Regions from separate parts of the Mus musculus genome. Here all the other regions are linked to region 3. A link is a contact called in public HiChIP or PLAC-seq, Micro-C and promoter capture Hi-C data. All regions are on one chromosome and are shown on one strand. The core of a region is the stretch at or near the end of the contact, and the rest is flanking DNA. Distances in the headings are between cores, read along the strand shown.

Region 1 (3,221 bases), core at 111-2,610, 790 kb before region 3:
GCGCTCCGGAACGCGCGCCTGGAACTCTCCCCAGGAAGCGCGCCACACGCGCTCTGGCCCGGGGCTCTCCAGATTGACTCGGGTCAGCGTGTGCGTGCGGGTTTCAGTCTCTGCTGCCGCCGTCTCTTGTTGGCGCTTAGCATTGCTCGGACTGAAATCTCGAAGTTCTTGGAGCAAGGATGCTAGCGCCTCCAGCTCTTCTGAGCGGTCGTCCTCCTCGGGATCGCGGTCCTGAGTCTGAGGGCGAGGGGGGGCCACAGCGGGCGCTTGGATTTCTGGTGCCGGGAGGCTATGGGTCTGACTGCGCACGGACTCGGTCAGCAGAGCTTCTGCTGCTTCTTCGGGTGTTCCCTGCTGGGAACCTCCCGGGACCGACGGGGGCGAGGCCGGACGGTCCAGTGCCTGCAACAGTACCGAGGCCAGCGCCCGGGGATCCACGCCCTGGAAGAGCTCTCCCTGGTCCTGAGGCTCGGGATTCCGAGCAGCTCGGACCTCTGGTACGCCGTCATCCTTTGGCCGGGACACTGCGTCCTCAGCTACCTGCCCATTATGCTCAGAGCTGAGGGGAGGAGGAAAAACATCGGGGCGCCCGGGGGGCGCTGCTCCCAACCCCTGGATCAGTAGAAGGAAGCAGAAGAGGACGGATGCCGGCAACGTGAAGGTTTTCATGACCAACGGGCTGCCAGAGACTGAAAAATAGAAGAAATCAAAGAAATAGAGGATTTCTATAAGAACTCCCCGCTTTCTATTTCTGCTTTCCCTCCCCCCACCTTTAAGCAGGAAATCCGGGGTTTCCCTCATTTCTCTAACCTTACCCGAAAAGAAACGTTTAGCAGAGAACAAGAAAGATGTGGCGATCTCTGGGGTCGTGCAAATGGGCAGAGAACGCCCGCAATCCTCCTTCTGGGTACCCAGTACCTCCTGTCGCCCCCTTCCCTAAGTCATCTCTCAGCCAGCGCCCGCGTACTAAGCAGCAATGATAAGCGGGAGGGGGGATCTGTTCCCTCCCCACAGGACTCCCCGGATGGTGCGTGGGTGACTTCATCAGCGACAAAAAAGCAGAGACTCCCCTTTTACCAAAGACCCTTCCCGGGGGCACACCGCTATGCTCTCAATACCCCATATGGAAAGAAAATCCTCCCTTCACGCCCACGAGTGAAGAGGGTTGGAGGGATGGACAGCGGAGTATTTACCAGCCGGTGTCACGACGGCGGGAGGTGGAGAGGAGGGTCGGGGCAGGGGGAAAGTCGGGACCGGTCCGCCTTGGCTCTGTTCCGTGGCTGGAGTATGAGCGATGGTCGAGGGCTGGCGTCCTAGAAGCTGGGCTCAGCTGGGTCAGCAACAGCGCTCTCGCTCCGGCTTCAGCACGCTGGACAGCGCCCGCGCCGCCTCTGCCTTATAAAGGGGAGCGCGCGGGGTCACGTGGGATAGCCCCGCCCCATTGACGTCAATGTTCATTCATGGGGAAGCGGGCGGGTGTCTGGTGGACGGTGAAAGTCCAATGATTGGAGGATAAGCGTCGCTCCCGGCCTGCACCTGCGCAGTAGGGCCCTCGGCTAGAGGGGCGTGCGCTAGCCGAGCTCCGGGAAATGAATGAATGAATGAATGAATGAAATGTCGAGGCGGGCGGGGCAGGGGGCTATGAATGAATGAAGGAGGGACGAGGAGAAAAGGATGAATGAATGAATGTAAAAATGAATGGAAGGGTGGGTACAGAGGAACCAGAAGGCGGGAGGGTGGGTTACAAAGCACTTGCGGCGCGGAGCCTGCGTTGCTGAGCAGAATAGGAAGAGGGCACCGCCAGCATCTAATTGGGCGCCAGTAAAAGATCAGTACTGGATGGGGGGACGGTAAGGGTTTGAAAGGGGAAGGGGCCTGGCTCCCTACTCCGCCACAGTATGGTCTATAGGGAGCACGCCCAAGGACAACTTGAACCTGAGAGGAGGGGGTGGATTTGCGGTGCGGGATGCCCGCCCAGGGTCAGCGCAGATGGGTGGATCTTGCGGTTTGGGTAATCACCTTGGAAAGGGTCCTAGTCGAGAGAGAAAAGGGAAAGATTGACGATGTGTGTGCCTTTGGGTCGTGTCTGTTCAAACCAGTTCGTGTCTGAAGGGGTTGGGGAAAAAAAGGTGTGTCTGTCCTTCTGGCCAGCGGGCTCTGCTGTGGCTGTTAGGGGGTTCCTGTTGTGCCCCCTTTTAATCCAACTCTCCCACACCCTTCAGCCTGTCTCCCTCTCCCCCACAGCCCCCACCCAAGGACATTTGGAGGGCGAGAGCAGACCAGGTGGGGAGGGGGTTGAGCAGGTGGAGAGGGTGACTCAACTCCATTTCTCTCTACCGCTTAAAGGGGAGGTCTGAACGCGACCGGGGGGGGGGGGTGAATTGCAACGTCAGAGATGGACCCTCTCAGCCATCAGACCCTTCGACCGTATCTCCTGCCCAGAGGGGTTGGGGCTGGGGGCTTGGACAGTTAGAGGTTCCGGGAGTGGGGGGCGATGACGCAGAGATTGCGCAGAAAATCTATCAGCCAGCCGGGTCCAGTGAAGGGAGACCAGACGTGGGCGGGGGTGGGATGGGAGGACGGAAATGGGGAGGGGGTAGAGGAGAGGGAAAGGTGGCCCCGGGAGCTGCTACTGCAGGAATGAAGGGGAGGGAGGAAGGCTGGAGGGGGCTGCGGTGCAGGCGGAGAGCAGTGCGGGGGCGTGGGCAGGGAAAGGGGGGGGACAATGACACACACCAGACACACAAGGACTGCGGACACAGGGGTGCTTATAGGCACACGCAAAGCCCCCCCGCACCCTGACACTTTGGAAACCAGAATGGGGAGGGCATCTGGAGGGTCTCAGAACCTCTTTCAGAGTCAGCCCCCTCATACCATCCTGTTACTGACCCTCATTTTAAGCCCCTAGCTCGTGCACGCGCGAGGGCGCGCGCGCGGGCACACACACACACACACACACACACACACACACACTCACGTGCTTTCTCTCTATAACCAGCAGTGGCTTCTCCCTTCCATCAGTGGCTTGACTTTCCCAGAAGAAACCCCATCAGCTCTGCAGAGAAAAGGTGGGGTGAGAGAGGAAAGAGAAGAGAGATGGGGACAGGGGGATGGAAGGAAAAGAACCTGAAGCAGGTTGAAGAAGCAGGCTAAAGGAGAGAGAAAGAAAAATAAATAAACAAACTTGAGAACCAAGGTGACAGTGGATATTCCAAAGAATG
Region 2 (3,446 bases), core at 489-2,988, 620 kb before region 3:
GACCAGGCGGGTCTTGAACTCACAGTGATCCATCTACCTCTGCCGCACGAATGCTGGGATTTATGTACATATGTTGTATGTCTATATGCATATGAATAGTATGCTCATTTGAGGGTGCATATGTCTGCATGTGGAGGCTAGAGATTGAGGTCAGGTGCCTTCCTTGATCACTCTCCACCTTATATATAGCCAGGGCCTCTCCCTTGAGCCCAAAGTTCAGTCAGCTTAGTTTGGGGATCCCCTTTGTTGCCTCCTGAGTCCTGGGATTAAAGATGGCAGTCATTCTCGCCCAGCATTTACGGACGGCAAGTGCTTTTCCTAGCCCAGCATCTTCCTGGCTCTGTACTTAGATTTTTAAATTTATTATTTTTATTTGAATGTGTATGTATGTGTGTGCATGTACATGCATGCATGCATGCGTGTGTGTGTGTGTGTGTGTGTGTGTGTGTGTGTGTGTGCATATGTGTGTGTTTACCATGCATGCAAAGGTGCCCGGGCAGACCAGAGGGTGTAGGATCCACTAGAACTGGAATTGGTGGCTGCGAGCCACCTGATGTGGGTGCTGGGAACCAAACTTGGGTCTTCTATAAGAACATGAAGTGCTCTAACCACTGATCCACCCCTCCAGATTTGTACTTTTTAATTGCCACCATCCACTGTGTTGGATCAGGAGGGCTTTGTTAGCAAATGGAACAGAGAAGGACGGCAGTCTGGGAAAGATGTAGATTTGACTCTTTCTCCAGTAGTCCCAGGGTGGGAGAGCTTGACTCCCTATGGAGGGAAATTACACTCAGATACACTCTGCATTGTGTGTGTGCGCACGTGCCTGCCTACCTGCCTGTCTTCCTGCCTGTCTGTCTGTCTGTCTGTCTGTTGCCTGTCTGTCTGTCTGTGTCTTCTGAGTGCTGGGGATTATGAGGTGTCTGAGGCTATGCAGATCTAAGAACCAAACTGTGTAGGGATGCAAACCTCAGTCCAAGGGTGGGACGTGGGTAGTGGGTAGAGCATTTGCCTGGCATGTTTGAAGCCAAGCAGTGAAGCACTGAAGAAAACCGGGCATGGTGGCACACACCTGTAATTCCGGTACTTGGGAGATAGAGCCAGGAGGGTCAGTCGTTCAAGGCCATTTTCAGGACATAAAGTGTTCAAGGCCAGTGGGGGAGAAGTGAGACCCTGAGTCAAAAACCACAAAAGGAGACACTTCAGCTGGTGACTGGCAAGGACAAAAGGAAGTGCCACACACACACACACACACACACACACACACACACACACACACTCTACACACAACCTACTTCCAGCTCTCAGAACTGAGACCCTCGCTCCTTATCAGGGCTGGGTCTGTAATCTCAAGGGTCCTGTCTGCACTGTGCCCAACAGGACAACTTTCCAGCAGCAGTATTATTTTCAAGCATGTACTTGTGTGTTATACATGTGTGTGCACACATATGTATGTGGGTTCACAAGCACATGTGTGACCGTTCACGTGGAGGCCGGAAGTAGACTGTGAGCTGTCTTTCCCAGTCCCTCTCCACATTGTATTATTACTTTTGAGACAAGATCTCTCACTGACTCCAGCTCTCCGATTGGCTATGGCCATTGAGCTCCAGGGACTCGGCTCTCCAGCCTGACCTGCTAACCGAAGCCTTTTTCCTGAGGTCATTGCACAGCCTGGCTGTGGTAACAGGACCCTCGGAGGCTGGTGACAGAGCAGCAGGAAGGAAGGGGGGATGGGCCCCAGCTCTCTGAGAGCCAGAGCAGATGGTGAAGAAAAACAAGGGCTTGTTTGCCTCTCTGGGGCATCCGGTCCCAGCGCAAGGCTGGAGTATTTCTGGCTGTAGCGTTTACTCGCAGATGGGAGGGAGTGCGTGTAGAGAGTTGGTCACCTTCTCTTCTCTGGCCGTGCTCTGGAGCTTGATTGAGAGTCTTCTTGTTTATATTCTGCAGGACCTGGTTTTGTCTGGGCTGTCAGTTTTTCCAGGGCAGGGGCCATGACCCACCCTGAGGCCCGGAGGACCCTGTGCAGCATCAGCCAACGTCCTGTTGAGTGATGGCAGGGCCCAGGAAATTTCCAGAGCGAAGGGGAGCCACATCTTCTCCATCGGGTCCTTTCAGATCTTCCCTGAGACTTGGGAAAGGGGCAGTCTTTGCATCTGGACTCTATATTTACACGTTTTCGAGGCCTACGGAATTCTGCAGACTTAAGTTTGGAACACAAAAGCTCACTTCTGTAGTTTTAAGATTAAAAAGTAAAACCCATTCTTTTGTTTAGTGAGTGTGTATGTGTGTGGGCACTTGTGCCAGGACACACCTTTGGAGCACAGAGGACGACTTTCGGGACTCGGGTCTCTCCTTGCACCATATGAGTTCTAGGGTTGGATCTCGGGTTGTCAAGCTCGGCAGCAAGCATCTTTGTGCACTGGACCATTTGCAGACTACCACAGCCGCAGGCGTTTTGCTGCTGGTGTGTGCCGCTTGCTGTGCAAGTCAGGGCTCTTTGTCTCAAGAAAGGACTTAGCTAAAGTCTTACACCTAAAGCTACATTCTTGCGCCAGGCAGGGCTGGGACCTATGCTTTGATTTTGTTTGTTTGTTTGTTTGTTTGTTTTCTTCTTATTCTGAAATGTAGGTTCCAGGTCCTCCAGGCTGGCTAGGTAGTCAAGGATGACCTTGAACCTCTAAACCTCCTCCCTCTAGCTCTCAGGTGTGGGATACAGGCATGCCTGGTTTATGCGCTACTGGGAATCAAACCCAGGGCATCATGAATATGGAGCAAGCACTCTACCAACTGTGCTCCACGTCCAGCTCAGAGACTGGCTTTCTGGCTTCCTGTGCTGCACCCCCTGCCTCTTTGCATCTTAGAGCCTGCATGAAGACAGATAGAGTGGCAGCCTGTCCTCAGATACAGAGTATCCTCAGCTAGGGAGATGATGGGGGCGGGGCAAAGTGTTTAATGTGCAAGCACCAGGTCCTGAGTTTGGATTCCCAGCATCTGTGGTGCTGCATGGGTAGAGCCCCAGCGTTTGTGGGATGGGATGCAGAGACAGACACAACCCTGAATGTACTTGGCTGGTCAGTCTAGCCAAACTGAAGAGCTTCAGGTTTGGTGAGGGTTTAAAAATGTTTAAAAAGGTAGAGAGAGATTGAGGAAGATACTCCACATTGACCTCTGGACTCCCTGTGTATATGTACTCAAGAACACACACACACACACACACACACACACACACACACAACAGTAGAAAAGATGAGGTGTAGTAACATTTCCATATCCAGAGAAAAGGAACTTATTACTTACAGATCCCAAGAGGAAAGGGCGTGCGTGACACAGGGGACACAGAAGTAAGGCAGGAGGCCGGGAATGACAAGATGGCTCTGAGGGAAAAAGGCATTGGCTGACGGGCCTGATACCCGAGTTTAATACCTGCAACCCACATGGTAGGAGAG
Region 3 (3,600 bases), core at 942-3,441:
AGACCAGCCTAGTTCTACTGAGTGAGTTCCAGGACAGCCAGGGCTACCCAAAAAAAAAAAAAAAAAAAAAAAAAAAATCCTGTCTTTGAAAAAGAAAGGCCGGGAGGGGAGTTCTGGAGAGATGGCTCAGTGGTTAAGAGCACTCACTGCTCTTCTGAAGGTCCTGAGTTCAATTCCCAGCACCCACACAGTAGTTGACACCTGTCTGATTCCATCTTGTGTGCAAGGTACTAATATACATAAAATATATTTTTTTAAAAAAAGACTCACTGGGCTATGTCCATGTCAGGTTTAATTCCAAGCTTTCTCTGATCTCTGCATCCAGGGAGGCCCCTCCTTCAGAGCCCACCATAAAAGCACCCCTTATCATCTGTCCTAGCTGATTTTCCTCCAAGGCCCCAAAGTCTTCTATCCTCAGGGAGCCCGGATGCACCTGTCACCCTTAAACCTCATTCCAATCTCCATGACAGCTGCTCTCAGCCAATCACTGCCACCCTCCTTCTATGTGTCCTGTCAGTTCCTCATGTGGGTTAGACTCACTCCTCACTTCCTCCTCTGAGAGATCAGAACCATTGTCTTATTCTGGGTTTCCCATCCCAGAATCCTCGCCAGTCACTGACAGCTCACCATTGAATTTAAGCCACAACTTAGATCCAGGTAAGTCCTCTTTCATGTCCCCAGCATCCCATCTCCCTAAGCAGTGGGGACAGTGGGTTCTATAGCCAGACCACCCAGGGGTTCAGTTTCTCTCTCACCCCTATACTACCCTTCCTGACTGGGAACCTCCTGGTTCACAGCCACATGAGTTCAATCAATGGCTGGATTCCAGCCTAAACTTTCATTAAGTGTTTGCTGGCCAGGTCTAGAGACAGGGCAGCTGCTGGTCCCTGTGTGGCTGAGAAGAAACAGGTACCCAGGCAGGCCTCAACAGAGGTCTGGCTGGTTTCGGTGGCCCCCAGCAAGTTCCCATGTGCTCAGCACACCCCATCTCTCCAATGTCAGCCCAGTTCCCCCAGCCCCATGCCACCCCTGCTGCTTCCTGGAAAATAATCAGTGAATCTGATTTCCTGTGAGTGAAAGGACTTTACAAAGGTCAGAGGCCACCCCGTGTGGGAGGAGGGCAGCAGATGGAGGCACTCCAGGCAGATCACAGCCTGAGGTCAACACAGACAGAAGTCTCCCTGAAATGGGGAGCAAGGAGGAGAGGAGAGCAGGCCCAAGGGACCATATCCACTGCAGAAGCCACAGGCCTCACCTCTGAGCATCCCCTCACACACCTGTGGGGTTTTGTCGTTTTTTTCGTTTTTTGGCTTTTTGAGACAGTATGTACCCTAGGCTGGTCTCAAACTATTGCTTCCCTCCTCCGTCCGAAGCGCGTTGGGATTATGGGCATGTGTCAACCCCATCTGACTCCTCCCCGCGCCTCTAGTCACCAGGTTATTCCATCTCCTCTGGTCTCTTTACCCCTCGGGATGCCCTAGAGCGCCACCAGAGAAGTCAGGCCAGGCAATACCTAGTTCTGGTTCTGTCGCCAACCCAGAGTGAGGACTTCGCAGAATCCTGGACGACCTCAGACACCTCTCCTGGTGGGACCAGAGTAAAGCTGAGTGGGGAGGACCTGTGTGTAGGAGCTCTTCCCCAGATCCGAAATCCTGGGCGGTTTCCCGCACCCCGAGGGCAGGAGGAAGACAGGGGGCGTGGCTCTGGGCTCCTGGATGTTGAGAACCAGACAGACATTTCCTTGGTTGCGACATCTGGACCTCCTCGAGGCTTCCATTGTCCTCTGGCGGAGGGTCGGCCTACAGCGCCCGCCCCTGTCTGACTCTCAGTAACCCAGAGACATTTATAGGGTGTCCACGCCCGGGGTGACCCATCACGTAGAACATCCTCCAATCCTGCCCTTGGGGGCCACCACCCTGGGCTTCGGGAGACGCTCCCACACGAGAGGGATTCCTTCGACTGGCAACGAGACCTGGGCACCCGGGTCTTTCTGCTCAGCCACTGTCCGGAGGAAGACAGAGCGGTTAGCCGGCGCCACTGGGGCTCCGGAGAGAGAGCCGGGGTTGGGGGTTGGGGAAGGACTTGGGAGCGTGGCTAGTGGCTCGCGCCGCGTGGGCGGGGGGTGCGGCAAAGGAGGGGCCTGAAGCGGGGGGGCGTGTTGGGGCGGGGCTAGTGGTGGGGCGGGGCCCAGAGGCGCGCGCTGCTCAGGCAAGGAGGAGGGCCAGGGGCGCGCGGCGCGCGAGTCTGGGATCGGAGCGCGCGGAGCTCGGGAGCCTGAAGAGGGAGAGAACCTCAAGGGGGCCGCACCAGGACCGCCAAGACCGCCTCGCAAGCTGCAGGCCAGGGAAGCGGGAGCCACCCCCGCTGCCGCCGCCACCGGCCACCAAGGGCGGAGCTACGGCCCGGAGGGCCATGCGCCACCGGGTCCGGGGATCCCAGCCGCGGTCCGGGCAGCGCTCCTCCGGCGCCCCAGCCCGCGCGGCCGAAGCTGCGCGCCTGTAGGTACGGCCTGCTTGTTCTCAGCTCCCTGTCCCCACGGTCCTTTACTCTACCCGGTGCCCAGCTGTCCCCGAGGGTGTGTGTGTGTGTGTGTGTGTGTGTGTGTGTGTGTGTGTGTGTGATGAGGTGTGTGGTGTGTGCTCACCGCCTCCCCGGGAAGCGCGGTCGCACGCGCCCGGGTCCGAGCGTGTCTTTGTGTGCACCGGTGGGAGGGAGGAGGACGCGCGACAGAGGGGGATGAACCCCTCTGGGATCGGATCCTAGACCCACTGCCCAGGAGAAGTGGAGAGTAACGGGAAGCTGAGGTGGGAGAAAGAAGCCACCTCTGGAGCAGCTGAGCCCCTTTCCCCTCATCAGACCCTGGCTGGTTGGAGGGGCGAGCGCAGCTGGTCCTCTACAGGAAGGGATCCGATGCTGGGGGGAGGGGACGTTCAGGTCTCTTCCAGGGTCTGGGAGGAGGTGGGTCAACACAGCATGAGGGTGATGGCTACACGCTGGGGTCTCGCTGGGCCACAGTGACCCCGTGGGGACACTCTCTTTCCGGCCCAGGCCCTCTTTCCCACGGCCACTATTCGTGACCCGCCCACTCTGGAGCTCCGGAGCAGCCCCGGGTTTGAGAGGAGGATCGCCGAGGGTGACAGGCCGGCGCCTTTAAGAAGGGGCGGGTTAGTGCCCTCCATTCAGCCCCTTCGGCCTAGGCCATTGATGAACCTGTGAGCTGCGCGTGTAGGAAACGCGCCAGGGCTGCGGGCCGGAGCCAGGCAGAGGCTGGGACGCGCCAGGGCTTTCCTACCCTTCCACCCTCGCATAGAGTCCCTCAGTGGAGTCTTTGAGGTCAGAAGTCTGCAGTGATCGGACAGTCGCAGGGTATCCCCCAAAGAGGCTGTGAACGTGGGTAAACCAGAGTCTAGTTCACCAGAGGTGATGTAGGGGGTGGGGCTGTCAGACCAGTGTTGAGCTTCATCTCTGCCCCTTTGTGGAATTTTTAAAAATTTTTGCTTGTTTATTTATGAGTGTGTGTGTGTGTGTGTGTGTGTGTGTGTGTGTGTGTGTGAGTGTGTGAGGACAACTTTCGAGAGTCAGTTCTTTCTTTACATGGGT
Region 4 (3,365 bases), core at 365-2,864, 670 kb before region 3:
CCGTGTGTGGGTGCTGGGGATTGACTCTGACGTCAGGCTGTCCGGCTCGGTGGTAAGCACCTTTACATGGCTGGTCCTTTCACTCTCCCACTCTTCTTTTTTTTTTTAGTGATGGAAGGGGACAAGGTTTCACTATGTAGCCCTGCCTGGTCTGCATCTTGTTATGTAGATCAGGCTAGCCTCAAATTAGTCTTGACTTCCCCGTCTCTACCTTGTGAGCACTGGAATCGCACGCATGTGCAACCAGCCTGGCTATTTATTTATTTTTAATCATGATTTCCCTAAAGTCTGTAATCCCAGGACTGGGGGAAGCTGAGGCAGGAGGATGACTATAAGTTCCAAGCCAGCCTAGGGTTACATATACAGACCTTATTTCAAACAAAACCAAGATAGGTGGTGAGATAGCTCAGCAGGTAAATGTGATCACTCACTGCATCACATGAGTGCAATCCCCCAGACCCACGTGGCAAAAGGAAAGGATCAATTTCTGAACCCAGAAAGTTTTCTGACCACTACATGCCCTCCCCCTAAATACATACGGCAACAACCAAAACAAACATCAGACTAAAAACAAACAAAACAGAAAACAACAAAATCCCCCCAAAACAAAACAAAAACCAACCAATCAAACAAAAGCACCCGCCAGCCTTGTCATTTACTGGAGTATCAACGCGTTTGCTCTTAGGAAGCAGTGAAGCTTCCGAGGGCAAACACTGCTAGGTACTGCAGATCTGTGTCTGTCGGCCCCAGCTAGACCATGGATGAGGGGTACCTTATCGACTCTAACCCCAGCTCCCTCTTCTTTAATAGTGGAGGGCTGTGGCTGTGGCAGCACCCATCACTACTTATTGTGTGTGGTGTATGCATGCTGACATATGCTTGAGAGCTCGTGTGCAACTGCAGGGGCCACAGGAAGTTATTACTCCCAGCTTCATTCCCCAGAGCCAGGGTCCGTCTCTGAACTTGAAGGTAGACTAGGCTGGCGGCTAGGGTCTCTGATCCCACATGTTGGTTGTGTCCCTGTCTCCCTGCTGGGGATTCGAGCGGTTTCTCAAGGTTGCAAAAGCTCTCTTACCCCTGTGTCATCTCCCCAGCCCATGGACAGCACCTAATTGCTCCGATCACCAGGATCCATTCTGCTATTCCGGACAACGTGAAGGAACTAGACGGTTAACCCAGAGTCACATCACCGGGGGGGGGGGGGGGGGGGTTTCAGGACTGGAGAGGTGGCCTGCGCCCCCACCCACCCCCACCCCCCGGCTCAGGGCTGGGCTTCCCGCGCATCCAGTCCCAGGTCTTGTCCTGATTTCCCGGCTGAAAATCCTCACCGTGGAAGGCTGAACCGAGCCGCGAACACATGAGGAGCCCCGGTTCCCGCCTCAGACCTGCAACTAACGACAGCTTGCTCGCGCCTAACTACATTTCCCAGAGTTTTCAGCGGCAAGCCGTTAGCGGGGCTCGCGACAGAAAATTCATTGGCGCCGAGGTGGTGGTGGCCGGTGACCAGCAAGGTGAATACGCAGATCTGTCGCTAACCCTCACACCTTTCACCCTGTCTACGCGCTCGCCACCACCTGATGCTCACTTCTGGTGTGGGAGGAGGCAGAGCAAGACAAGCCGTTGCCTGGAAAGGAACCAGAACTACAACTCCCAGAATGCTTCGGCATGGACAGCCTCCTGCTTCTCCGAGTAGCCCTAGAAACCGTTGTAGTTGCCACAGAGACTATTCTCAGATTATTTGGGCTCTGCAAGCCAGCGAGCGAAGGAGCAGAAGCCAGATTAGGGGAACGATAAAGGACAAAAGACGATATTTGACTTAAACAATGCTGACGAATACATTGCCATTTTTTCTTCCCACGGATGATCAGGGCCAGAGCAAAGGGCGAACAGCCTTCTAGGAAATGCAGAGAAGCTGCCACAGGAGCTATGGGAAACGTAGTCCATTGATTACTAGCCACGCCTTTAAGGAGAATTCAAACACAGTATTTGCCTTATAAGTACTTAAATAGTATTTAGAAAGTCCCTTTTTTATATTTACCCTCGGAGCCGTTTCAGACACTGCATATCCTAAGTGGAGCTTGTACCTGGCTAGCCTGTCTTCAGCCATCTTCCTTTAAGGTTTGTTGTACACAAAAGTAGACCAAAGGAACCTGTGGCTATTACGATTAATACATACTTCATAAATGTGATGGTTTGTATATTCTTGGGCCAGGGAGTGGCACCATTTGGAGGTGTGACCTGGTTGGAGTAGGTGTGCCTCTGTGGGTGTGAGTTTAAGATTCTCACCCTAGTTGCCTAGGAGTCAGTCTTCCACTAGCCGCCTTTGGATGAAGACATAGAACTCTCAGCTCCTCCTGCACCATGCCTGCCTGGATACTGCCATGCTCCCACCTTGATAATGGACTGAACCTCTGAACCTGTAAGCCAGCCCCAATTAAATGTTTTTATAAGACTTGCCTTGGTCATGGTGTCTGTTCACAGCAGTAAAACCATAACTAAGACAATAACCTATACGGTAGGAAGAAATCTTGAAAACTACTAACGGCTTGTTCTGAGTTAACCTTCAAACTAAATGTTCACTCCAGGACACAATAGGAATGAAAGGCCTGGGTATGAATCTTTCTCTTGCTACACACTGAGAGACGGTAACTAAGGAGACTGGGATCCCAAGAGACAGTGCCAACCACCTGACCAGAGGGTTTGGATAACGATGGCCTTTGTTCTATAATCTGACCAAAACTCTGATAAGACTATAGATGTAGAAGACGGAGCTCATTTTGATTTTCACAGGCTGAGTATCTGGAATCCTGAAGTGGACCTGGGCCACACTGAGGCTTTGGAAACAAGAGGCATGCTTTCAAAGGCTGTATAAAGAGCAACAGAGAGGCCTGCAGCTCTGTGGGTAGACACCTGGCTAACAGGAAGCCCATCTGGCTCCCATCTGTAGCATCACATAAACTGGGCATGGGTAATGGCGGCCTGTGAGAGTGAAGGCAGAAGGATCAGGGATTCAAGGTTATTGTGGGAAGCCACATGTGCCGTTGCAGGGTGGCGCTGGCTTCCGCTGGCCACCATGCATACATAGGCAGTAAAGTTCTTTTGCCAAGATGAGGTTTTGAGAATTAACCAAAATTAACCAATCAGATGAGAGAGGTTAACCAATCAGATGTAGGCATGCAAATGAGGTGGTAAACATAACCCAAGCACAACCAATCCGGGTGTGAGACACGCCTCTCCTAGGCCTATATAAGCAGCACCAGTTCTGGGCTTGGGATCTTTTTGCCTCTGCAATCAAGCTCTCCCAATAAACGTGGGCAGAAGGATCCTGTTGCAGCGTCGTTCTTGCTGGTAAGACGGGTGCGCGC
Region 5 (3,320 bases), core at 149-2,648, 740 kb before region 3:
TCTTGAGCCACCTGACCTTCTGGCCTCCACCAACTGTTCGAGCCACATCACCCCCTCGCCACTCCTGTCCCAGGCCCAGGGTCTGCAGGAAAGATCCCACCCCCACGCAGCGGAAGAGGTTCAGCTGGCCAAGATGAGGAAACAGGACCAACCCCCACGACCCCTGCCCTCTCCCGCTGGAATTTCTCCCATGGGTCCCCCCACTCACCCGTACAGTGTAGTTAAAGAACTCCGCAGACTGCAGAAAACGCCGGTACCCCTCTGTCTCTGCCGTAGCCACAGTGATCACCAGCAATTTGTCTGTCATAGCCAGAGAACTGGCACTTAAGACACGGCTTAGTGTCCCACGTGTTTATCCCTCTGTATCACCCCCGACACACACACACACACACACACCTCCATATTACTTCACTAAAGTTCTTTCAGCACATTTGATCTCCAGAAGAGTCGGGTGAGAGTAACATACACGAATGGGGGCTGGGGTGTTCCTGTCTGTCTGGGGAGCCTGGAACCCCAAGTTCTGCATGAGAGGCTAATGCACTGGGAAGGCTGGACACTCCCTTCCAGGCTGGCGGACGTGTCGACCCTGCCCACTGGCCGCCCGGGTTCTCACCTGGGTTGACAGCATTGGCGCCCCGGGGTCGATCGGAGGCAGAAGTTACGGGGGGCAGCGGCGGCAGCAGCAGCAGGAGCAGGAGCAAAAGCCGGGGTTCCGGGCCTGCCGCAGCCATGGCTAGCAGCACGCTTAGGCTACACCCAGGCCCGCACCGGCGCTGAGCTGAGCGCCTGGATTCCGACGCCCCGGGAAGATTCTGGGAAAAGGGGAAACCGAGCCCGCTGAGAGGAGGAGCTGTGCTCGGGACTCCGCCCTGGAAAAAAGGCGTAACCCGAGGCCACCGAAAACCCGAGATGCAGACGGCGAGACAAGGCAAGGATTGTCCCGCGGGCGCGGGCTGGAGGGTGGGGAGGAGCCGAGGGTCCGGTCCTGGGCACTGCCTGACTCACACCGGAGCAACCGAATCCCCCCGGGAGGGGAAGTGACCTTTTGAGGAGGGTCCAGGCGACGCGGGGGCGGGTCTTGACCACAAGTCTGACCCGGAGGAACACAGGACAGCAAGGCCTGGGGTGGCGCGCGGCGGGGGCGACGGGCCCGGAGGGGCCGGGAAGCCGGAGGCGGGATCGCGCGGACATCCTCGTGGGTCTGGGTTCAACAAAGCCACCGAACCTGCCTATCCTGTCCCGCAGCGCGGGGACACGCACCGGGGATGCAAAGGGCACAGGGACAAGAGCGCTCCCCTAAAGACCACCCACGCCAGTTTTTAAAAAGTGACCATTTGCAGGCGGCTCTCAGATTTTTTTTTTTGGGTAACCACAATGCGACCGGAATTAGGTTTGCCCCTATCAAAGATGGCGGAAAGCGAAAGCTTGCTGATCTCCAAGGGAACATCACGTAATGACTTCAAGCGGGAGGGGAAAGACTGCGCACGCGTATGTGTGCACGCCACCGGAAGGGGTGTGCTCAGAGCAAGGGTCGGTGGTTAGTACGCGTGCGCAGTAGGCTCTTCTGTCAACTGTGTTGCGCCAATGGTGGAGAAGAAACCCGCCGGTATGTGAGCCTTGAGTGGTTCGCCCTTTTGTGCTTCCCAAGTTCAAATTCAGCCTAACATCTCCCCGCCTAGCTTTTCACGTCAATTACCTTCGCTCAGTGTTGGGGCAGTCTCGGAACCATTAATTCGTGTTTTGTGACTGCTTGCTTCAGCAGACGTTGGGGATGGAGAGGATGTGTTGTCTCTCCAAAGCCCGGGTGCTATGAGCAGTGGTACTCACCTCGGCTTCTGGATTGTTTTGCTTTTGTTTTTTTTTTGTTTTTTGTTTTTTTCTTCGAGACAGGGTGCGTACCCTTGGCTGTCCTGGAACTAGCTCTGTAGATTAGGCTGGCTTGGAACTCACAGAGATCTGCCTGCCTCTGCCTCTACACTGCTGGGATTAAAGGCGTGCGCCACCATCGCCCCACTTTCCTCCAGCTTCTGGATGTTGGATGGAGGGAACAGAGAAACTTAGGAAATCAAAGGGCTTGGCTTTGGGTACTACACAAACACGTGCACACACACACACGAACATACACACTTCATTCCTTCCTTTCTCTCTTTTTTTAATGTAGCCTAGGCTGCCTATGTAAATTAGGCTGGACCTCAGCCTCTTGGTGTCCTGTAGTCCTGAAGTCTGTGGTTTGGGGGAGTTCTGGTTTGAGACTGGCATGTTATGGGAAACCCAGCACCAGGAATGGGCAGGTGAGATGGTGCATGCAGTAGGTAAAGTTGCTTGCTGCCAAGCCTGACTACTTGAGTTCAGTCCCCAGGATCCACATGATAGGAGAAAAGGCTTCCATACAGTGTCCTCTGATCTCTGCACGTGTACTGCAACACCTACATGTGCACAGAAACACTCAGAATAAATGCACTTTTTGAAGAAAGATAGAAATACAAGAAAAAGAGGTCAGAGATGAGCCCCTGCTGATAGGGTGTTGTCCAGCATGCCCAAAACTCTTGCTCCATCCCCAGCATCACATAAGCCTGGTGTGGCTGTGCACAGGAGGTCATCCCAGGCCAGCCTGGGCTTCCTGAGATCCTATTGAAGGTTGTGGGGGTGAGAAAGGGACAGGCCAAAGAGCGCTATCAATTAAAGAAAAAGGACAGGCAGAAGCAGCCTCGAGAGCAAGAGAGGAGACAAAATGTCGGGATAGGAAATATATCCAACAAGATAGGGGGACATCTGGGAGCCACACTGGGGAGACTTTTAGTCCAAGGAAGGTAGTCGGTGCAGTCACAGGGCACAGGCATGCGTCTCAGGCTGAAGGAACATTCTAGAAATGTACACTGGATTTTGCCCTACTGAATCACAGGTCTTGAGAATATGGAGGCCAGAAGTCAATACTGTGTCAATTCTCAAAGGCGCTCTTTATTTTAATTTGTGTATGTGTGCTGCTCTGTGCAGGTGAGTGTAGGTATCCATGAAGGACAAAAGAGGCAGTTGGAATTACAGAAAGTTGTGAGCCACCCTCATGGCTGCTGGTCCTGGGTCCTGGAAACAGCTGTAGCACTCTGCAAGAGCAGGGAGCGCTGTTAACCACTGAGCCCTCTCTCCAGCTGCAATTTATTGTGTCTCCAGTTATTGCTGGGACTGGGAGGACTTAGAGGCAGCATAAAGGGCCGAAACAAGCTTGCCAAGCTGGAAGAAAGCAGGGTGAAGATCTGGGAATTCCTCACAGCATAATGAAGGGGCCGAGGCGAGGAGACTGGGGCTCTAGGCAACGGCAGTGC
Region 6 (3,633 bases), core at 1,119-3,618, 640 kb before region 3:
CCCCTTGAAAACACTTTCAGGTGCAGCACCACCCAGCAGTGGGGAATGGGAGAGAGCGTGTAGAAAGCGTCTGTGGTATCTAGTCTCACTCCCCCAAAGAGAATAGCTGCCGCTGAGGCCCATTCCACAGCACCAGCTGTGTGACCTTAGAGGAGTCACTTAACCTCTCTGAGCATCCTCGTCTATAGCAAACCAAAAGAATGCACTCACTGTGCCTTGTGTACAAATGCCATAATGAAAGCCACGACTTTGTTTGCCAATTAATAAAAATTGCTTTAGAAAACAATAACAACCTGGGCTGGGTCCGCTCACCTAGGCAGGGTGACATATACATGTAATCCCAACGATCAAGAAAAGGAGACATGCCAGGCACGGAGGCGCACACCTTTAGTCCTGGCGATTGAGAGGCAGAGACAGTTTGTGTCTGTGAGTCTGAGGTTAGTCTAGTCTACAGAGCTAATTCCAGGGCAGCTAGGGCTACACAGAGAAACCCCATTTTAAAAACTCCAAAGGAAACAAAAAGCAACTTCAAATAGTTGTGTGCACCCACTGCTCTCTTGGAGACAGGAGTAGATTGATGACGTCAAAGCATGAGCAGTAGAGGATTAAGGACACACACACACACACAGAGAGAGAGAGAGAGAGAGAGAGAGAGAGAGAGAGAGAGAGAGAGCGCTAGGGATCTGATCTACATCCTTGTATAAGCTGCGGACAGTCTACCACTGAGCCACGCCCCCAGCCCCTCACTGGGGGATTCTAGGCAGGGGCTCTACCACTGAGCCACGCCCCCAGCCCCTCACTGAGCATTTTGGGCAGGGGCTCTACCACCGAGCCACAGCCCAGCACTTTGCTGGGAGGATTCTGGACAAGAACTCTGAGCTACATTTTCAGGAATCTCCCCCGACCCTGCGCCCATCTGAGACTGGTTCTCACTATATGGTTTAGGCTGGATTCAAAGTCTTGTACCTATTGCTTGGGGCTGGAATTATAGTCTCCCACACCATCTGGCTTTAGGACTGTTGTTAGGAAAGAGTGAGCCACCCACTCTGTTGACTTGCTATCTGGTCTAATATAGTCCTATAGATACATAACTCACAGGTACCTTCTAGCATGGGTACCCCAATATATCACACTCAACTCTCTTTACCTTCTTCCCTAAATTGCCCATCCCTTCCCGAGAGTTCCTCCAATCCCAACTTAGTTCTTTTGTCTGTTACCAAGTCTTGTGATGTAGCCCAGGCTGACCAATACTCCTGCTTCCAACTTCCTAGAACTGGAATCGCAGATATGCACTGCCGTGCTCAGCCTGGCTCTGTTTTATTTTGTGGAATGTCCACCCTTCCCAAGTTCTCATGGGTCTCGGAGGCCGGGTTTACTCTTCACAGAGTAGATAGCCCCTTCATGGGATGCGCGTCTTAGACCTAGGACCTTTTTTCACACCCCCCATCCATGTCTCCCTCGGGCTCTGAAGGGTTTGGAGGACCCCCACTTTATGGGGAGGGGTGTTCAGCGCCTCCTCCCAAAGGAATCTGAAGTGTGCCTCATGGATACCGGCGACATTCAACAAATGGTTAGCTCACAGCCTCCTCTTCACCTGGATTTGAAAATACTCTTGTCTTCTAACCTTCCCTCCACACCGTGACTAACGAGAAAGACCAGAATATTCCACATTGCTGTCAACTGGCCTGTGCTGTGGGTGCTACTATCAGATGCAGAACCCCGTTTGTACTTTCTGGGTTACTGTTGTCACTATGAAGCTTAGGCTGGCCCCAAATTCACAATCAGCATGTGGAGCCTTGGGATTATAGGGGTCACTACCACACAAGCTAGGCTTAAGTGTGTGTGTGAGAGGGGGCTTATGCACACGCGTGTGCATGGGTAAATTGAGGCTAGAGAGTAACATAGGGTGTCCGGCTCTAGTCCTCTTGTTTTCTTACCTCCATTCAAGGTTTCCCTCACTGAACCTTGAGCCCGGTCAGAAGCCCCAGGGCTGGAGGCTCTAAGGATGGGGTTAAGTGTCATGGCAGGCTTTTTATATGGGTGTCAGGTTTCTGTAGCACACACTTTTACCACAGAACCTTGCTTAACTTTCCTTGAGTCCAAGATCTACCTCTGAAAAATGGAGATAGTGATATCTCACAGTGTCACGGTGTTTGATCAAAGACTGGGTACTGAGAGGGACCAAATCCTCCTCCACCTTGGTATGGAAAGTGCAAAATGTGTATAAGAGCCCACAATGTAAGATTTAGTGTTTGGAAACATGTGTGTCCCTGGGGGTACCCCCGGCTTGGTAGCCACCTCCTCAGTCCTGGACCGCTGAGGGTTAAAAAGAAAGACCCACGCCCCCTTCGACTGCGCAGAGCCCACCTCGCCGAATTTGAAAAGGCGGCCCTGGAGAGGCGTGGGCGCCCCCCCCCCCCAAGACGACTTCCACCTCCGACCCTGACTTCACGCCATCACCGGCTAGCTCCCTGCGCTCCAGCCTGGGGCAACAGGGTCAGTCCAGCGGTCTGGGGCACTCCTGATCGGCTCCCGGCTCCCGGGACCCTAGGTCCCCGCGGGAGAGCGGTGCAAAATGAAGCTGGTTTTGCTGTTACCATGGGCGTGCTGCTGCTTGTGCGGGTCGGCGCTGGCCACCGGCTTTCTCTACCCGTTCCCGGCAGCAGCCTTGCAGCAGCACGGCTACCCGGAGCAGGGCGCCGGCTCCCCCGGCAACGGCTACTCGAGTCGCCGGTGAGTAACGCCAGTGGCCGGGCCTGGGGGCACGATGGTTGGATCCCGGGACAGCGGGGGCTCGGAAGAGCCGTGACCGGGTACTAGTAACGCAGGACAGTGAGCCAGGGTCCCGGAGGGTTGGATCCAGCGACATCAGGGGCTGTGAAGAACATTGGCCCGGTGCTGGGGGACGCGGGATAGCGGACCAAGGACTGGACCACAGAAAAGGTGGTCGAATGTTAGGAAGCAGAGGCTCGACGGCGTGAGGGCCAGATCGTGGGACAACAGAGGATCCGAGGAGTTGAGGTCTGTTGGGTGTTGGGGTCGAAAGGCATCGAGTTTGAGGCGCCGCGGAGCTGGATCGTCGGGCAGTGGGGATTCTGAGGCGTAATGGCTAGGGGCTGGGGGCGCAGGAACTAGATCAAAGGACAGTGAGGACTCCGAGGAGTGGTGGCTGGATGTTGGGGTATTCAGGACACGGGGGCGTGAGAATTAGAGCCAGTGCGCGCTCCAAGGCGCAGTGACCCCCTGCTGAGTGCTCTGTGTTTGGGGACGCACCACAGAGACTAAGAGGCGAAGTGGTCCAGTGATTGGGAAGAAAGGACACGGGACTTGTACCACGAGGCCTGAGGGCACGGAGACCGAAAGCGAGATGGGGAACAGTGGGGTGGCCTCCGAGGCACAGTAGCCCAGTGCTAAGGACGCAGGCCTGGGGACTACGGACGCCTGGAACGCACGACCGTAGGAGCCTTGTGGTCGGGTGCAGGAGAGGGAATAGATATTGTGATCATTTGCTGGGACCCCGGGCCTAAAGAGTTCGGGGAGCCAACTTGTGTGAGAGGGGTTCTGGAAACCTGGGGCCTCAGACTTGGTGGTCTCCGGTCGCGCCCACCCGTCCTTTCCCTTTTTTTTTTTTTT
Region 7 (3,489 bases), core at 741-3,240, 850 kb after region 3:
TCTTAAAAAAAAAAAAAAAAAGATTTATTTACTTATGTGAGCACATTGTTGCTGTCTCCAGACACACCAGAAGAGGTCATCAGATCCCATTGCATATGGTTGTGAGCTACTACCATGTGGATGCTGGGAACTGAACTCAGGACCTCTAGAAAAGCAGTCAGTGCTCTTAACCTCTGAGCCATCTCTCTAGCCCTAACTACGATTTTCAAAGGACAAGTACAAGCGTCGGGTAGCCTGGTCGTGTGTCCTTTAGGCAGTGCTTCAGTGAGACCATAAGGCCAGTGGTTCTCAACTTGTGGGTACTGACCCCTCCACCCCAAGACCATCGAGAAAACATCATCTACACTACAAATCATAACGGTAGCAAAATTACACTTAGGAGGTAGCTTTATAGTTTGGGGGTTGGGGGATGTCACCACAACATAAAGAACTGAATAAAACGGTTAAAGCATTAGGAAGGTTGAGAACCACTGCATAAAACCAAGGTGGACAGATAAGGCTGTGTGTGTTTGTGCTTTAATGGATAAGCCTGGGACTGCCCTCTAGTGGCCGATACACAACAAACCCCTACTGGATTACACCTCAGAAACTAAGAATGGCACTGAGCAGGACCACCCTGTTTCTTAACTATCACCAGTGCCCACTGTACTCACTGTCATTTACCAGTTCAGCTAGTTTTATTAACAATATGCATCGTCTCTAAACTCTAATCCCTGCCTCTCCCCGCTTCTCCCTCATCCATCTAGCCTTCCCTCCCCAAGTCTAGTCTTATCTTACTCTTGATTGTGGAGGAATAGCTCTCAGTCTATCATCCTCAAAAAAAGAAGAAACAAACAAAAGGAGGAACGGAGGGAAGGATGGAAAGGGGGGAAATATGGACTGGGAAGATGGTTCCATTGGTACAGGGCTTGCTGAGCAAGCTTGCTTGAGCACAGTAGGAGCCCCTGTAATCCCAAGCACTGAGGTAGGCACAAAAAGATTTTGGGTCTTTTTGGCCAGCCAGCCTAGCCAGGTTGGTGAGCTCTGGGTTTAGTGAGAGACCCTGTGTCAAAGAATAATGTGCAGTGTAATTGAGAAAGACTTGCTGGGCGGTGGTGGTGCACGCCTTTAATCCCAGCACTTGGGAGGCAGAGGCAGGTGGATTTCTGAGTTCCAGGCCAGCCTGGTCTACAGAGTGAGTTCCAGGACAGCCAGGTCTATACAGAGAAACCCTGTCTCGAGAAACAACAACAAAGAAAAGAAAAAAAGGAGATTGAAAGACACTTGCCGTTGACCCTCAACCTCCACGCAAGTGTAAGATGTGATGGTGTGAATGTAATCCCAGCATACATTCAAGCAAAACACACATTTTAAAAAATTATTTTGAGACAGGGTCTCACTGTGTTGCTCCAGCAGGCCTGGAACTGACCTCGCTGCGATAAACAGTGAGCCTCCACACAGGGCCTGATTGGCCTTTTCCAATACAGGGTCTGACTGATCGGGTTTTATTTTGTTTTAGACGGGGAGGGTCTCACTAAGTAGCCCAGGTTGACTTAGAACTCGGGATCCTCCTGCCTTCACCTCCCAAATGCCGGGATTACAGGCGCGTGCCACCCATCTCCGTTCTGTGCCTTGATTTCTAACATCACTCCTCTGCAGTCCAGGAGCGTCAGGGAAACCTCCAGCGTCAAAAACCGGGCTGTACTTTTCTTCTTTTCTTTCTTTCTTTTTTTTTTTTTTTAAGTTTTGCTGTTTTGAGACAGGCTTTATGTCTCCATGTCGCGCTGGAACTGTCTTTGTGAACCAGGCTGGACTCAAACTCACGGAACTCCTCTTGCCTCCGCCTCCCGCGTTCTGAGAGGCAAGGCGTGCACCGATCCGCCTACCTAAGCTGTAATTTTTCAAACTAGGGCTCTCGCGCCGTGCTCCGCACGCGGCGGCGGTTTCCCCTTTCCACCCGGCGCGCCGCGTCGACGACAGTGACGTCGGCGGCGGCGCGCGGCGCGGTGTACCCTGGGATATTTAAGTCCGCTCCGCGGCGCGGAGCCGCGATGTCTCCGGCGGCTGCGGCGGCTGACGGAGGCGAGCGGCGGCGGCCCCCGTTGGGCGGACGGGAAGGCCGGAGCCGGGCCCGCGGCTACGGAGGACCGGCGGGTGCTGCGGCCCTCGGCCTAGCGCTGCTCGGCCTCGCGCTCTACCTGGTGCCCGCGGCGGCCGCGCTGGCCTGGCTGGCCGTGGGGGCGAGCGCGGCCTGGTGGGGCCTGAGCCGAGAACCCCGCGGCCCGAGGGCCCTGTCGTCCTTCGTGCGCGACGCGCGCCGTCACCCGCGGCCAGCTCTCACCGCTTCACCGCCTCCGGCCAAGTCACCAGTCAACGGTAGCCTCTGCGAACCCCGCAGCCCGCTGGGAGGCCCCGACCCGGCTGAGCTCTTACTCATGGGCAGCTACCTGGGCAAGCCCGGCCCGCCCGAGCCTGCCCTCCGGCAGGACCCAAGGGAGAGGCCGGGGCGCCGCCCACCCGCACGCTCCCCGCCTCCGGCCTCGGCGGTCCAGCGAGTCCACCACGTCTACCCCGCGCTCCCCACCCCGCTTTTGCGACCCTCCCGGAGGCCGCCCCACCGGTAAGCCCCGGCGATCTTCCCAGGGTGGGGTCTCTGCGGCCGCGGATTTGACGTAGGGCTCAACCTGTAAATCGGATTTAACTCACCTCCCCTTTTTCTTTTCTTTGCCTTTTCCCTTTCTTTTTATCTCTACGCCCTTCCCTCCCTTTTCCCATTACTCTCTTTTCTCTTTATTTTTTTTCTTTTTCTTTTTTTTTTTTTTTAAGAGAGGGTATTTGATGGCATAGGCTGTCTAATCTCAACCCCGTTCTTTGGCTGAGCCTGTCCTTGAACTCATCCTCCTGCCTCGTCTTCTGAGCGAGTTCACTGATAGGATTACAGGTTTGCACCAGGTTGTATGCTGTGCTGGGATAGAACCCACAGCTTCAGTCATAGCAGGCAAGCTTGCCCTCTACCTATTCCCCAGCCTTTGGGTTTTTGTTCCCCCCCCCCCCCCCCCCGGAGACAGGATCTCATGTATCTGAGCTGTCCCTTGAACTCATGAGGGTGACTTTGGATTGCTGACCCTCCTGCCTTCACCTACTAAATGCTGGGATTACCGGTGTGCTCCACTACACTCAACCCGGATTCTGGATAAAAGCATTTTTTTCTTTTTAAATTGCATATTCACAGGGAGATGAGAGGATAGCTTGCTGGAGTCCTTTTTCTCTTTCCACGTGAATTTGAGGTTGATCTTGGGTCTCCAGCTTGGCAGCAAGCTCCTTCACAAGACGTTTCACTGGCCTTGATAAGTCTGCTTAGTTGAGGTGGTGAATACCTGTTAATGTTTGGTTTTTGCTGTGTATTGGTGGTTAGTTGGGGGAAAGGAAAAAAAAAAAAACTATTCCTACACATCCCAACTGCATGTGCTTTTCTTCTGAAGTACCCATGTGGGCAAGGTTTCCAGTTTC

The links. Promoter capture Hi-C pulls out the DNA fragments that hold promoters and counts their contacts. A called contact is a pair of places that touch in the nucleus more often than the background predicts. HiChIP or PLAC-seq counts read pairs in DNA pulled down with a chosen protein or histone mark. Capture Hi-C pulls out chosen DNA fragments and counts their contacts.
Region 1: a contact with region 3 is called in a Micro-C map of embryonic stem cells, with 2.6 times the contacts expected there. The contact joins the promoter of Vgf here to the promoter of Sh2b2 in region 3. A contact is called at or near these places in 1 of 39 promoter capture datasets (pre-B cells), 1 of 484 Hi-C or Micro-C datasets (embryonic stem cells), 1 of 115 datasets of contacts at active chromatin or transcription factors (large pre-B cells) and 1 of 9 other capture datasets (embryonic stem cells).
Region 2: an H3K27ac HiChIP or PLAC-seq map of large pre-B cells shows a contact between it and region 3, with 4 times the contacts expected there. The contact joins the enhancer-like site here to the promoter of Sh2b2 in region 3. A contact is called at or near these places in 2 of 39 promoter capture datasets (the SN4741 cell line and embryonic stem cells), 1 of 15 datasets of contacts at CTCF or cohesin (the NIH/3T3 cell line), 11 of 115 datasets of contacts at active chromatin or transcription factors (the 230-238 cell line, bone marrow-derived macrophages, double positive thymocytes and 6 more) and 2 of 9 other capture datasets (embryonic stem cells and pancreatic islet).
Region 4: a contact with region 3 is called in a promoter capture Hi-C map of adipose tissue, with 2.3 times the contacts expected there. The contact joins the promoter of 4933404O12Rik here to the promoter of Sh2b2 in region 3. A contact is called at or near these places in 5 of 39 promoter capture datasets (the C10 cell line, the HPC-7 cell line, embryonic stem cells and 2 more), 11 of 115 datasets of contacts at active chromatin or transcription factors (the NIH/3T3 cell line, T-cell acute lymphoblastic leukemia, bone marrow-derived macrophages and 6 more) and 1 of 9 other capture datasets (adipose tissue).
Region 5: a contact with region 3 is called in an H3K4me3 HiChIP or PLAC-seq map of bone marrow-derived macrophages, with 4 times the contacts expected there. The contact joins the promoter of Plod3 here to the promoter of Sh2b2 in region 3. A contact is called at or near these places in 5 of 39 promoter capture datasets (the SN4741 cell line, cranial neural crest, hippocampal neurons and 2 more), 1 of 15 datasets of contacts at CTCF or cohesin (large pre-B cells), 6 of 115 datasets of contacts at active chromatin or transcription factors (the 230-238 cell line, bone marrow-derived macrophages, large pre-B cells and 3 more) and 1 of 9 other capture datasets (adipose tissue).
Region 6: a contact with region 3 is called in a promoter capture Hi-C map of embryonic stem cells, with 3 times the contacts expected there. The contact joins the promoter of Col26a1 here to the promoter of Sh2b2 in region 3. A contact is called at or near these places in 7 of 39 promoter capture datasets (the C10 cell line, cranial neural crest, embryonic stem cells and 1 more), 1 of 15 datasets of contacts at CTCF or cohesin (large pre-B cells), 2 of 484 Hi-C or Micro-C datasets (embryonic stem cells and large pre-B cells), 9 of 115 datasets of contacts at active chromatin or transcription factors (bone marrow-derived macrophages, embryonic forebrain, embryonic midbrain and 3 more) and 2 of 9 other capture datasets (adipose tissue and embryonic stem cells).
Region 7: a promoter capture Hi-C map of liver shows a contact between it and region 3, with 3 times the contacts expected there. The contact joins the promoter of Pom121 here to the promoter of Sh2b2 in region 3. A contact is called at or near these places in 2 of 39 promoter capture datasets (both in liver).

The regions. Positions count from the first base shown.
Region 1 is chr5:137,028,434-137,031,654 of GRCm38.p6, reverse strand. It overlaps Vgf (VGF nerve growth factor inducible), which reads right to left and starts at 1,360. Exons shown (of 2, transcript NM_001039385.1): 1 at 1,194-1,360; 2 at 1-689. The coding sequence starts at 669.
Region 2 is chr5:136,862,448-136,865,893 of GRCm38.p6, reverse strand. The region is part of intron 1 of Col26a1 (collagen, type XXVI, alpha 1); the gene reads left to right. Gm20485 (a long non-coding RNA gene) reads left to right here. Exons shown (of 2, transcript XR_868604.2): 2 at 1,948-2,259. Among named protein-coding and RNA genes, the nearest start is that of Gm20485, 6.2 kb to the left of the region's middle. RefSeq lists an enhancer at 959-3,446. Within about 2 kb of position 1,738, at least 142 of the 459 cell types and tissues checked have an H3K27ac peak or open chromatin away from gene starts, as enhancers often do. A contact at or near this core is called in the 230-238 cell line, double positive thymocytes, pancreatic islet and 1 more, where this site is marked.
Region 3 is chr5:136,243,531-136,247,130 of GRCm38.p6, reverse strand. It overlaps Sh2b2 (SH2B adaptor protein 2), which reads left to right and starts at 2,191. Exons shown (of 9, transcript NM_018825.4): 1 at 2,191-2,502. It overlaps Gm30408 (a long non-coding RNA gene), which reads right to left and starts at 1,696. Exons shown (of 4, transcript XR_868600.2): 1 at 1,514-1,696.
Region 4 is chr5:136,917,395-136,920,759 of GRCm38.p6, reverse strand. 4933404O12Rik (RIKEN cDNA 4933404O12 gene) reads right to left here and starts at 1,614. Exons shown (of 4, transcript NR_015555.1): 1 at 1,329-1,614.
Region 5 is chr5:136,985,097-136,988,416 of GRCm38.p6, reverse strand. Plod3 (procollagen-lysine, 2-oxoglutarate 5-dioxygenase 3) reads right to left here and starts at 1,398. Exons shown (of 19, transcript NM_011962.3): 1 at 614-1,398; 2 at 209-300; 3 at 1-82. The coding sequence starts at 731. Znhit1 (zinc finger, HIT domain containing 1) reads left to right here and starts at 1,513. Exons shown (of 5, transcript NM_001310747.1): 1 at 1,513-1,606. The coding sequence starts at 1,585.
Region 6 is chr5:136,881,950-136,885,582 of GRCm38.p6, reverse strand. It overlaps Col26a1 (collagen, type XXVI, alpha 1), which reads left to right and starts at 2,368. Exons shown (of 13, transcript NM_001346699.1): 1 at 2,368-2,733. The coding sequence starts at 2,576.
Region 7 is chr5:135,393,047-135,396,535 of GRCm38.p6, reverse strand. Pom121 (nuclear pore membrane protein 121) reads left to right here and starts at 1,990. Exons shown (of 13, transcript NM_148932.2): 1 at 1,990-2,599. The coding sequence starts at 2,031.